Regions from separate parts of the Mus musculus genome. Here all the other regions are linked to region 2. Evidence: chromatin contacts called from public HiCAR-type data. All regions are on one chromosome and are shown on one strand. The core of a region is the stretch at or near the end of the contact, and the rest is flanking DNA. Distances in the headings are between cores, read along the strand shown. Region 1 has its middle 62 kb from the start of Gm38531. Region 2 has its middle 220 kb from the start of Sox5os3. Region 3 has its middle 41 kb from the start of Gm38531.

The links. HiCAR-type assays count read pairs that join an accessible place to other places.
Region 1: a HiCAR-type map of embryonic stem cells shows a contact between it and region 2, with 2.9 times the contacts expected there. The contact joins two enhancer-like sites. A contact is called at or near these places in 1 of 484 Hi-C or Micro-C datasets (nephron progenitors), 6 of 115 datasets of contacts at active chromatin or transcription factors (all in embryonic stem cells) and 1 of 9 other capture datasets (embryonic stem cells).
Region 3: a contact with region 2 is called in a HiCAR-type map of embryonic stem cells, with 2.9 times the contacts expected there. The contact joins two enhancer-like sites. A contact is called at or near these places in 1 of 484 Hi-C or Micro-C datasets (nephron progenitors), 4 of 115 datasets of contacts at active chromatin or transcription factors (all in embryonic stem cells) and 1 of 9 other capture datasets (embryonic stem cells).

Annotation. Positions count from the first base shown.
Region 1 is chr6:144,271,293-144,275,291 of GRCm38.p6, reverse strand. It overlaps a transcript of Sox5 not described here. Among named protein-coding and RNA genes, the nearest start is that of Gm38531, 62 kb to the right of the region's middle. Within about 2 kb of position 1,956, at least 20 of the 459 cell types and tissues checked have an H3K27ac peak or open chromatin away from gene starts, as enhancers often do. A contact at or near this core is called in embryonic stem cells, where this site is marked.
Region 2 is chr6:144,451,850-144,455,796 of GRCm38.p6, reverse strand. It overlaps a transcript of Sox5 not described here. Among named protein-coding and RNA genes, the nearest start is that of Sox5os3, 220 kb to the left of the region's middle. Within about 2 kb of position 1,261, at least 28 of the 459 cell types and tissues checked have an H3K27ac peak or open chromatin away from gene starts, as enhancers often do. A contact at or near this core is called in embryonic stem cells, where this site is marked.
Region 3 is chr6:144,250,120-144,253,859 of GRCm38.p6, reverse strand. It overlaps a transcript of Sox5 not described here. Among named protein-coding and RNA genes, the nearest start is that of Gm38531, 41 kb to the right of the region's middle. Within about 2 kb of position 2,204, at least 56 of the 459 cell types and tissues checked have an H3K27ac peak or open chromatin away from gene starts, as enhancers often do. A contact at or near this core is called in embryonic stem cells, where this site is marked.

The sequences.
Region 1 (3,999 bases), core at 707-3,206, 180 kb after region 2:
AATTGCTTCCTTTCGGCAGGAAATTTTTGAACCAGAAAAATCTCTGGAGACAATTGGACTCTTTAGGTACCCTGCAGTACAATGTGAACCCTGAGGACCATCCGTACCCTGGTGGGAACAAGATTGGTCACCTCTACAAGTCTAGGCCTGACCTACCTGTACCCACAGCCTCCCCTGGCACTCACAAAAAGAATTCAACTTTCATAAATACCAAGAAGACCATCAGTTTTTTATCTTCACGATTTATTCTTGTTTTAAATTATTTGTAGTGATGTGTATCAGTTGGCGATGGCAGGCAGATATACACCTGATTGCTAGAAGAGAGCAGCCAATTCTCTTGATCTGGAATTAGAGATGGTTGCAAGTTGCCAGGTATGGGTACCGGGAACTGAACCTGTGTCCTCTGGAGAGGAAGGAAGGGTTATTAGCCAGCGAGCTCTGTCCTAACACTTAGAGTAGTGCTTCTGAGCCAGGTTTGTGTATAGAAAAGGAACTCACCAATGAGTGAGTAGTGGCTGGCCCCCATGGCTTCTTACAGAGACTTTCTTTTGATCAAAGATGCTAATAAGAAGTATATGCCATGGGCAGACTATTTGCTGTTCTTTATATCCTGACTGTGGGGGAAACAGCCGATGAAATTAAACACTGTGAGAACAGTTGAAGAGAAGTAGTGTGCATGCAAATCCAGCTAACCTGTAGGATTCTCGGCGGCTGCTCCCGAGGAAAACAGCCCAGAACTTTAACCTTTATAAATGACCAAGTCAGTTTTTATGGATATGAAGAAAATTAATATTAAATTATCTATAGGAACTTGAAAATATTTCAATAACATCAGCAGCTTGAAATATTCCACAACTCCTTAGACTGGCATGTTTTATTATGATTATTATGCTTGTTATATTATGATGCCCTCTAACCCTACCATATACATAGTGGGTACTATTGAAGACAAATTGTGCAAGAGGATAAACATTGCATGATTTATCAATTTAACTGTTTTATTACTAAGCTATAGATATAATCACATGGAAGTCACTATTTATTGCATGTTAATGTCCATGTGCATACATTAAACCATGAACACCATAGCGTCCTAAAATTCTTATTTTGTGCATTTGCATCTCATGTAAGCATTTAGTCCTTTACATTATAGAAATATTGTGCAATCCACTTCTATACTAAATTATCTGTGGTATATGTTCTCATATTTAAAAATGTACTTTGTGTAAATGTTATACATGTATATAATTTTAAAATGATCAAAGGTTAAAGGAGACATGATTAGTCATTTCGAAACATTGTTAAAGTTGTGAACTTCTGCGTGAACTGTTGTATGCCGGCCTGTGGCCTACTTGAACCCGGTACACCTGGGAGGCAGGCTGGGGCTGAAAGAGACTTAGAGGGCGCCAAGACACAGTTCTGTTCAAGGCCTGCCAGTTTACTAAGAGAGTGTGCTTATAAGGGGGAGACCCATCCCCCACCAGTCCATTCTTGGTGTCTGGAGCCAGCCTGTAGGTGCTGCGCAGGGTAGGATGTTCCTCCGGAATATCTCAGGGGCCTCTCAGCAGGTAGCAGTGTCTTGGAGAGAGCAGTGGCAGGTGACAGAACAAAAGAGCCATCTAGGTCAGAAGGCTCCAGCCTAGGTAATCTCCTTCTTAGTGGCAGCAAGGTCAAAGTCTGGATCAGCCTGCCTCAGGGCTGAGGGAGTCGACAAAGAACAATGTGTGTGGGGGGAGGGGAAACAAAAAAACAAAAACAACCACAACAACAAAACCTTTCTGCTGGCCCTCTGAGCCTCTACATGAGAAGCCAGGGTCAGCGGACATTTAGTGCTTAAAAAGCATCATTAGCCTGTACAGTAAATGAAAGAAACTCCACCCTAGCTCTCTATCCTTTGTCATGTGGAGATTCTGAAAGTTAGGGGTGGCAGTGTTTAGAGTTTCTGACAGTTCTGTAGAGACTGGTACGTTTGCACCCGCAGACCTGTCTTAGTCTTTCCCGCAGGCTTCTCCCTGCTTCTTGAGCAAGTCCAGCCACCCCAGCCACCCTTTCACCTTTCTTACACAAGAACCTCACACTCAGGGACTTGCGCCGATACCTCCATTTCCCACACCAATGATCAGTGTCTCCCTAGGTTCCCTCTCTTCTCTTGTCTGTGCTGTCACCATTTAGCAATTATATAAAGTTATAATTTCAGTATCTAACCAGGGTTTAAAGGCAGAGAGGGTAAATCTGTAAGCTCTAAGGACTGACATATCAGGTGTCCAGTGAGTTCCGTGTGACTCACACACCGGTAGAGGGTGGACACCAGAGAAAGCATCCACTCACACCCTCCTGGACCATCCTACCTGCTCTGGTTCTTAATGCCAGGTACCTGCCTGGAAGGGAGAAACAGTTTGTTTGAACATTTGCGAAGAACCTTGGTGCTAGTATATCCTCAATACTTGATTCTAAAATCCACCTACAAATAGTTAAAACCATCATGAACTACCCTATTAAAGTACGTATTACCTGGAATTTGTTAGTTTGTCCCTTTATAACTATGTCAATTTTTTTCTATGTTCACATTTTCTAATTAGGAAATATTAGTGTATTCTGATGCTTGGTAAGGGGAAATAGTCTTAAACTTAGTGTTTTCTATTTTAGTTAATTCCCGGATTCCGTATAAAGTTTTCACATTTCAGAAAAAAAATGACTTCAGGCAGATTAAATGCAGGATGATTTTTGTTTGTTTTGTTTTTTAGAACAGGGTCTTGTCATGGAGCCCACGTTACATGGCAACTCACAGTCTTCTGTCTGTCCTTCTGAGGGCTGAGATGCCCAGCGTGGACCATCACACTGGGCTTAGAGGAGTGCAGACACACACCTTATGACGCTACATGACACTTGAATAAAATTTAATGTAGTAAATGAAACACTGAGCTATTTCCTTTTTTCAGTTAGCATAAAATATTCATATAATTTGGGTAACCAACAACAAGATAAAATCCCCATGATTGCTTTGTTTAAACCATGTGGTCTAATGGCAGAGTTTGTAAGTTGAATTTTTGTGGTCTTTTAGCTTTAGTGCGGATTTTGTTCTGAAAGACAAAACTCAAGGCTATTAAACAACACCGTGAGCATTTCCAACTTGAATTTGTATCAGATTTGTAGGAAGACTTGCTCGCAAGCTCCTTGATTTTCTGTTTGCTGGTTCCTGGCCTCTGATTCGAAACCTACCTGTGATTATGTCTCACACATGTGCCTCATTTGTAGGTTTCAAATACATGGCAAAGCACTTATGCCCTATATTGCAGAGAGACAATATCGGCAGGATCGAACCTGGATAGTGGCCTGCATAGGGACAGTGGCAGGATCTAGTGTTTTTATTATTCACTTTTAAGAGATTTATATAACTTACCCCATTACCTTTCCCCCTTCAAGCCCTCTCAGCTCCCCTCCCTTTAACCCCTAGCTTTCTTCCTTCCACTCTCAAATTGGTAGCCTTTTGTTTTTTTAAATATCATTGTTACATTTTAAATATTATATGTTACATTGTTACATATTTACAGTCTCCCCACCCCCACCCCCCACCCCAGATTTTTGTGTATATGTTTTCAGAACTAACCACTCTGTATTGTGTAACCAATTAGGGTCATTAAAATAACCACGCCAGGGGTCTGGAGAGATGGCTAAGCCATCAAGGGCACTGGCTGCTCTTCCAAACCACCTGTGTTCCTCTCCCAGCACCCACAGGGCAGCTCACAACCAGGTATAACTCCAGTTCCAAGGGGATCTGACACCCTCTTCTGGCCTCCACAGGTACTGCATGCATGTGCTGCATAGGCATACAAGCAGGTAAAAAAACACCCATACACATAAAGTAAAAATAAATATCCTTTTAAAAATTCATTCATATAGTCCATTTATATCTTAGGCTGCAGGTTGGCACTGTTTGGAAATGTTCTGCTCTGTTCTAGCTCGGTAGATGAATTTCCTACAGAGGCAAGTCCTCCAGTG
Region 2 (3,947 bases), core at 12-2,511:
TGGAGCCACAGCTGCTTGAAATACCACAGAGGGTCAGGAATGAGTTAGAATATTTCCCTAGCAACCATGACAGTTTTAAGCACAATTTTTCACATGTGTGTGCTATGCATGTGTTTTACTTGTGCCCAGGCGCATAAGCACATGCGTGTGTATTCAAGTTGAGGCTGAGGTTGACTCTGGGTGTTTTCATTGCTCTCTATCTTAAACTTTGAGGTAGGCTCTCTCCCTGAGCCTAGAGTTCTCTGTTTTGGCAAGCGGGCTCACCAGCTAGCTCCCTGACTCTTCCTCCAGTGCATTGGTATTCTATGAAGGCTGGCATGGCCACACAGCTTTTTATATGAGTTCTGGGGATCCAAACTCTCTTTCTCACAATTACATGGTAAGTATATTACCCATTGAGCCAGTCTCCTGAGTCCTACTATATATAGCATTTTATGAATTCTCTTGTCAAGAAAATGGGAGAGACAAACAGAAGTCGGTATTATGGCTAGGTGGTTTTGCTATTTCTTATTATTGTGTATTATTAATTAATTAATTTTGAGTCAGGCTTTTCTGTGGTACGACTGACCCCACATTCATCATGTAGGTGAGATGCCAGTGAACTTCTTTTCCTTCCTCCATGTCCTGAGTGGTTACAGATGTGGTCCACCGTGGCTGGTTTCTGCTGTGCTGGCATGGAATGTGGGGCCTTGTGTTTATTAGATGAGCATTGTACCCACTGAGATACATGCCCAGCCCTTTTACTCTGAATATGATTCTTTATGTTTCTATGGACCTCACCAGGAGGCCTCTGTCGGTGTCAAGATGGGAGCTCCGTGTTGGGACATGGGGCTTGATGGAGACCTGATCTAAAGGGCCCAGGAAACCCTGGGACCTGGTGGCTTTGTTTCTGTTTGAACTCTGCTGCTCAAAGTGAAATATCTTGCCTATTATTTGTCTCTATTCTATTCTCTCCATCCCATTCTCTGCCCTTCCTCCGCATCCCTGTCTGTGTCCTGTTACCCTTCCCTGGGAGTAAACCCTAGATGTTTTCTATATTAACCCCTGCTTGGGGCACATGAGCAGGAGGTGCTCTCAATTCCCCGGCAGTCATAAATTAATTAAAGTAGACAGGAACCACCAACAAAAGAAAGTTCTCCGTTTCTCTCCCCTCCCCCTTCCTTTCTCTTTCTTTCTTTTTTGCCAGTAAATAGCCAGCTCCTTTGTTCCTGGCTGTACCATTTCTTCTCTGTCTCCATTGTCCTCATTGTTCTCTGGAACAGGAGGGGTCTGGGCCAGGAGCAGCAAGGTCTCTGCTAATGACGGGAAGTCTTTAAAGTTTGCACTGCATTTCATCTTCTCTGTGGGAGTTTTAGGACGTACCCAGTGTTTGATCCCCACCGTGCAACTTTGCTTCTAGTTAATTAACAGATCCCCCATTACCCTTCTCATTGAGAGGCGCATGGGAGGCCCATTGGGAAGTAATTCAAGGCCAATCTGAGTGATGGAGGGAATTAGTGAAGTCAGTTGTTTTAGGGCTAATGCTCGGGAAATAAAGATGTCCCATTTCGGAGGTCTTATTCGAAGATTTAGCTCATTGCTCTCTTCTGTTACCATGGAACAGGTATGTCGATGATTTTTGCTCTAGAGCGGTGTAAGGACCATTCAGAGGCAATTTATAACTGTCAGAAATCTAAATAAAAAGATGATGATATTAGAAAATGTAACACTGTTAACAAGGTTTTTTTCCATCTTTTTATGGCTCACCGTCTCTTTCTGCCCAGCCTATTAGCCAGGTCGTGACTGTCCACGGTAACTTGTTCGGGGCTTATGAGACAGAATAGCCGACATGGGTATTTCAGGGGTAACTCATTTTACAGCCCAGGAGATGTCAGACCTTGTTCCGAGGGTGTCAGGATGATTCACAAATAACAAATCACAGGTCAGCCATGGGATTCTGCCCCCCTCCTAGGCTCTTTCCAGGGAACTCAGCAGAACAATGCCACAAGTCACAGCTTGGTGTCTGCGTGCCCAGAATTGAGCCCTTGTGTTTTGTTGAGTGTGCTAGCCTGGACCACAGGTAGCCCCACTGACAAAGGTGTCTCGAGAGAATGTCTCGCTCAACTTCCTATCCTTCTAGGCCCCCAGCCCTATGAGCAATGACCCCCTTTATCTAAAGAATTAGGAGCCACTCCCGCCTTGCAATTCTCAGTTCGACACTTGGCATGGAGAACCAAAGCAGGGCTATTTAGTGCAGCAGTAAATGGCCCGCCACATTAGCCCCCTGGCATGCTAAGCTATTAGGTTGTTTTACTGTTGTTAAAGTTACATTTGTTAGGTGGAGTTGCTGCCCCTCCACACAAACTGAGCAGAGCCTGATGCCCAGTGGAGACAGCACATGTACACAACGTGAGCCAGGCAAGGCCCAGAGGGTCAGGCCTCCTGGCTTCACCTCACATCAGCAACACTGTCCAGATGCAACACTGAGAACCTGGAAACTCTACAATGTGGGTGGAGGTGGGGAGGACACTGGACAGACTGGATCTCTGCTGTGCTGTGGCTAAGCTAATTACAGCACTTCAGAGCAGTTCATAAGTGAACCACTAATTGTCAGAGTGCCACCAAGTAAGGAAAGGCCAGAGTGAAGGCTGATATGGTCAGCATGCATTAAGGCACACACTGCAGCTAGACAGAAGGCTAGGACATGGGAAGAGTGTCCCCAAATGGAAGGAGAAATAACTATGGTTGATGTTGTGTGTTTGTGTAAATAAGCATGGTTGTCATGTGTATGTGTGTGTGTGTGGAGGTGTGGAGGGGGGTGAAAGAATGAGAGAGGGAGAGAGAGAGAGAGAGAAAGAGAGAGCTATAGACAGACAGTCAGACAGAGAGAGACACACATACACAGAGTGTCTCTGCAAAGCTAGGAACATGCCAGCAGTATCTAGCTCCATGCAGCCAGCTTGCGGGTTGACTTGGCATTTGGTAACTTGGGAGCGGCTGCCAGTGTGTGTGTGGTGGGGAAAGAGGGAATAGACAACAAGAAAAACACATAGAGCTTAAAAAAAGATGTAAAATGATTCACTTCGTGCCATATGGACAAAAATGTTGTCACAAAAATAAGGCCAAAAAATAGTGCCAGGTTAGACTTTTAGTTCAAAAACATATGTATAACCATCCCATGAACATGAATTTTAATTAGTATTTTGATAGAGAGAAACCAGATATTTTTTTAACCTGCTCTGTTCTTGTTTTCTGTTCCTCTCCCAGTTTTAGCCTCCATTAAACATTCATATACTGTATGTTTTGTGTCTGCATGAAGAAAAATGCCTTATCCCGGGACTGGTGGGAATGCAAACATCTTAGTTTTCTGTGGCATACAAAATCTCTTCCCGGTGGAGCATGCAAGTAGAGGCTCATCACACGGAAACCAAGCTCTCTCTCTGAGACCCAGGCACACCAGGGAGGAAGGGAGCCATATGCCTCGCTTTTTGTCAGCAGAGGCAGCTGGACCCATTCCGTTCCCCACGTCCACCATTCACACCATGCACGTCTCGTCTCTCTGGGGTGCCTGTGCATGAAGGGATGCATTTCACACATATATGTATATACATACACATGTATATATGGCATGTATATATAATGTAGATGTGTATATATTATTATTGAGCATACAGAACAGTTCAGGGAGAGAATTGACTAAAACCGCACAATGGTAGTTTAATTTGGTAATGGATCATATAGTTTATTAATAAACCAGTCTAATATATAGTCACATATTTGCACTTCACTTATCAGCTGTGATCTATTACCTTTACATGTGCATATATACCTACATGTGGAGGGGCCTGCACATATGTGCACATGTTTAGAGGCCAGAGTCCAGTGCTGGTGCTTTTCTCTATTGTTCTCTACCTGATTTTGAGACCGTGTCTCTCGCTGCACCTGCGTCTCCCTGTCCCAGCTAGGCT
Region 3 (3,740 bases), core at 955-3,454, 200 kb after region 2:
GATGCTGGCAAAAGAAAGCAGTGATTATATGGTGCTGCCATGAGAGACTGAGCAGAGGGAGAAAGGACCACAGGGGCTCTTGGGTGGTGCTGGCAGCTGGGGTATGGGTGGGGCAGAGGCTCCCAGCTGTGCTCAGCTGCCCAGGGTGGATTAGCAGAAGAGACAGGCTATGCAGTTGGTTCAGGGTGAGGGTTCTGGCAAAAAGTGAAAAAGGCTAAAGAATAGTCGATATTCCTGATACCTTGCTCTGAGTAACTCCTCAGTCAAACAAAAAGGTAAACTGAATTATTGACAAGGGAAGGAAATGGAAACAGAAGCTAGGGGAGGCCAGATCACATCTCAAAGTCAAACGCTCTTCCCAACACGGTGCCCACTCATCTCGCCCTTCAACACATTTTGTTATTTCCATCAAGATGATTTTATTGAGTCATCTAGTGAGTTATAGGATGAGAACATTTCTTGTAAGGATTACACAAAACTCAAAAGTAACCCGTGTTTGGTGAGGAGATTCCCATTTTACTGTAAATGTCAAATCTGTGGAAAATCTTGAAGCAGAAACCCAATTATTTATGAGCAAATACCCTTGGCTTTTTGAGGCAGGTCACATGGCTTTGCTGTCTTTCTCTTCTGGCTTGGATTCATTTGCTCTTTTCCAATCTTTGGGAAAGGTTGATAGCTCTACACAACCCCACGTTTCCAAAAGGCACACGCCAAACTCTTTGGGGGTAGTGATGCACCCAGATGGCCCACCTGCCTTTTCCCTCCTTCCTTTTCATTTCTGCAAATGTTACTACCAAATACAACAAATTTTCCTCCAAAGTCATTAGAGCCCATTTGGCACCTCCTCTAATCTGTGCCACTTGTTACCTTCTGATTATTCTGTGAGAGGATTGAGTTGTCTTGTTGCTAACGGCCAAATGACCAAGGGATTAATGTGTTTTCTGTCCCTGGCCAATTGGTTTGTAGTCAGTAGTTATTTATGGGGAAGTCTGGGGCCATTGGTTCTCAAGTGTATGCAGCTGTACACTTCAGACTCCCGAGTCCATAAGCAAATGTAGACTTACTTTATCATGTTTGGTTGTATCTCTCCCCACACTGATTAGACAATCTGTTGCCATTTATGAATGAGCCGCAACATGGCTTGGGATTCTCTTTAATTATTTGGATTCCATGTTGCAGAAGACACAGTGGTTTCGATTCACACCATCCACTGGGGGGCTGCCCCTCCTGTCACTAGTGACAAATTGCTCCTGGAGAGAACAGTCTTACATATTTCCCACTGCATGTCCGCCAGGCCACTGTGCCTGGCTCAGCTGCCGTGCGAGGACCCTCATGGAGACATTGATGATGGTGCGGCCTTGGCCTTTCTCCCTCCAGCTCTGCTCTTTTGGACATAAGGTAGAGATTACCACTAACGGGCTGTCATTTCCTAGGAGCTCCTCCCCCTGAGCTGTGTCACTGTGATTTCTTTTCTGCTTCCATTGAATGGGAATCTTTGATGTCACAGGAGAGAATGCTGTTGGCTAACAGTCTAGAGGCTGCTTCCTTTGAGCTAAACACCACAAGAAAACAAACGTGATCTATCATACTTCATTACCAGAGGTTCTCCCTTTTGGGGTGCATCTCTCTCTCTCTCTCTCTCTCTCTCTCTCTCTCTCTCTCTCTCTCTCTCTCTCTCTCTCTCTCTAAATGTCAGAGTTTTCTCCTGACAGGAATCGGGAAGATATGTGTGATTAAGAGCAGTAATAATGTGTATTGCATTGTATTGTAAATGACCTTCCCAAGCCTGCTACTTTACGGTCCCGCTGGCATTGGCTCCACAGCATTTCTGACGACTCGGTATATACAGTGTATTAGCGCAATGGAGATCATTATGTGGCCTGTATTTGAGTCATTTTTATTTAAGATGCCAAACAATAAGCTGTTGATTGGGGGAACAAGAGGCGAACAATAATGTTCTGTGTCGTATAATACACCACCATTTTCCAGCTTTGCTTCAGAAGGGCCCTCTTCATTGTTTTTGTATAAAAATGGTTCTTAGGAGGAGGAATATTTTGCTGAGGTATGTCATTATTTTGCAAATTTCTATTATCTCATCATGTTGTCTTCATTGTAAATTGCAGCTAATTAGGAACCTAGTTAGAGCCCCAGCTTTGAGGCCGGCTTTTCTGTGAAAAGAGCCCACCGATTACCGCGCTACAAGAGAGGAAGGGGAGAGAAAAAGAGATTAATCCGGTTACCTAGGCGACACTCGCTTCCATCTGTGAGGAACAATACATTTTTGTTTCCTTGGCTCAGTTCAGATCTGTTTTGTTTAGAGGGGGAGAGAGAGAGAGAGAGAGAGAGAGAGAGAGAGAGAGAGAGAGAGAGAGAGAGAATGAGGAGAGGCCTAGGAAAGGAGAGACCTAGCTTCCCACAATGCTGAGTTGTGTCTGGCCCAGGCTTAGGGGCTTGATTTCTCTGTAAGTTAGAGGTCTCAGGAGAGTGAGAAGATGAAAGAGATAAACTCCGAAGGTCACGACCCCACCATACAAAGCCAGCAGTTTTACCTCCAGATCCCCTCCCCCAAAGTACTTAAGGGAAACAATAGTCTGTGGTTCTCAACACCGGGAGTTCCTGTTTAAAAACAAAAAACATGGTGAACGTGAATCTTAAGTTATTTAAAATTTTATAACGAGTAAAATAATTGATAGTTCTAGGAGTCTATTTGTGAGTCTAATTTGTGCCCAGGCGAGTTATTGTAGACTTTCCTACTTTCTTTCTTCTTCGGTGTGGTCAAACCTAGTGACTCTCTAATGAATAAGGCAGACAGGCTACTGGCCTTGCTTAGGGTTGGGGCTCCTGACGACTCAATTCCAGATGCTTTTGACGTGCACTGGAATGTCAAGTCCTGTGGAGATAGCCTTCCCCCCTGCTTTGTCCCCCTGCAGTGGGACTGCCTGCTGCCCTCTTCCTTTTATGGAGGCATCAGAGAAAGGACTGTGGAGGGCTCTGGAGAAGAAAGAGTCCAGAAGAGGCTGAGAAGTCAGGACTTTTTCTGGGGAATTGGCATATTCCAACCCTGCATAAGGACAGTGCTGTGGACCTGGTGCTGCCATCGCTTCCCAGCCATCACACTCATGCTCATGAGTAGGTGTCCCTATGCAGGATGACTCAAGATTAAAGGTGGCTCCTAGAGACGGATGCAGACCCTCCTGAGACTTCCTGATCCATAGAGGCTCAGATTAAGCCAGTGTTCTGGTTCCTCTTACCCCATCCTGCAGAATCCTTGTCTCATGACTGGGGATATCATCCCAGTTCTCCTTCTAAACCGTGTTCCTAAACTTCCAAAGGCGCAGACTTTGTTATCTCCAAAGGTGCTGTCCATTTCTCCTGTTTCATTTGAAAACGAAAGAAAAATCAGATTATGGGATCTCATGTAGCCCAGGCTTCTATATAGTCAAGGAGGACCTTGGATTCTTTATCTTCCTGACTCCTACCTCTAAGAACTGGGGTTGCAGGTGAGGACCGCCACACATACCCAGTTTTACGCTGGTATGGAGTTCACACCCAGGGTTTCATACACGATAGGCAAGCATTTTAAAAATTGGTCTAGCCGGGCAGTGGTGGCGCACACCTTTAATCTCAGCACTTGGGAGGCAGAGGCAGGTGGATTTCTGAGTTTGAGGCCAGCCTGGTCTACAGAGTGAGTTCCAGGACAGTCAGGGCTACATAGAGAAACCCTGTCTGAAAAAACAAAA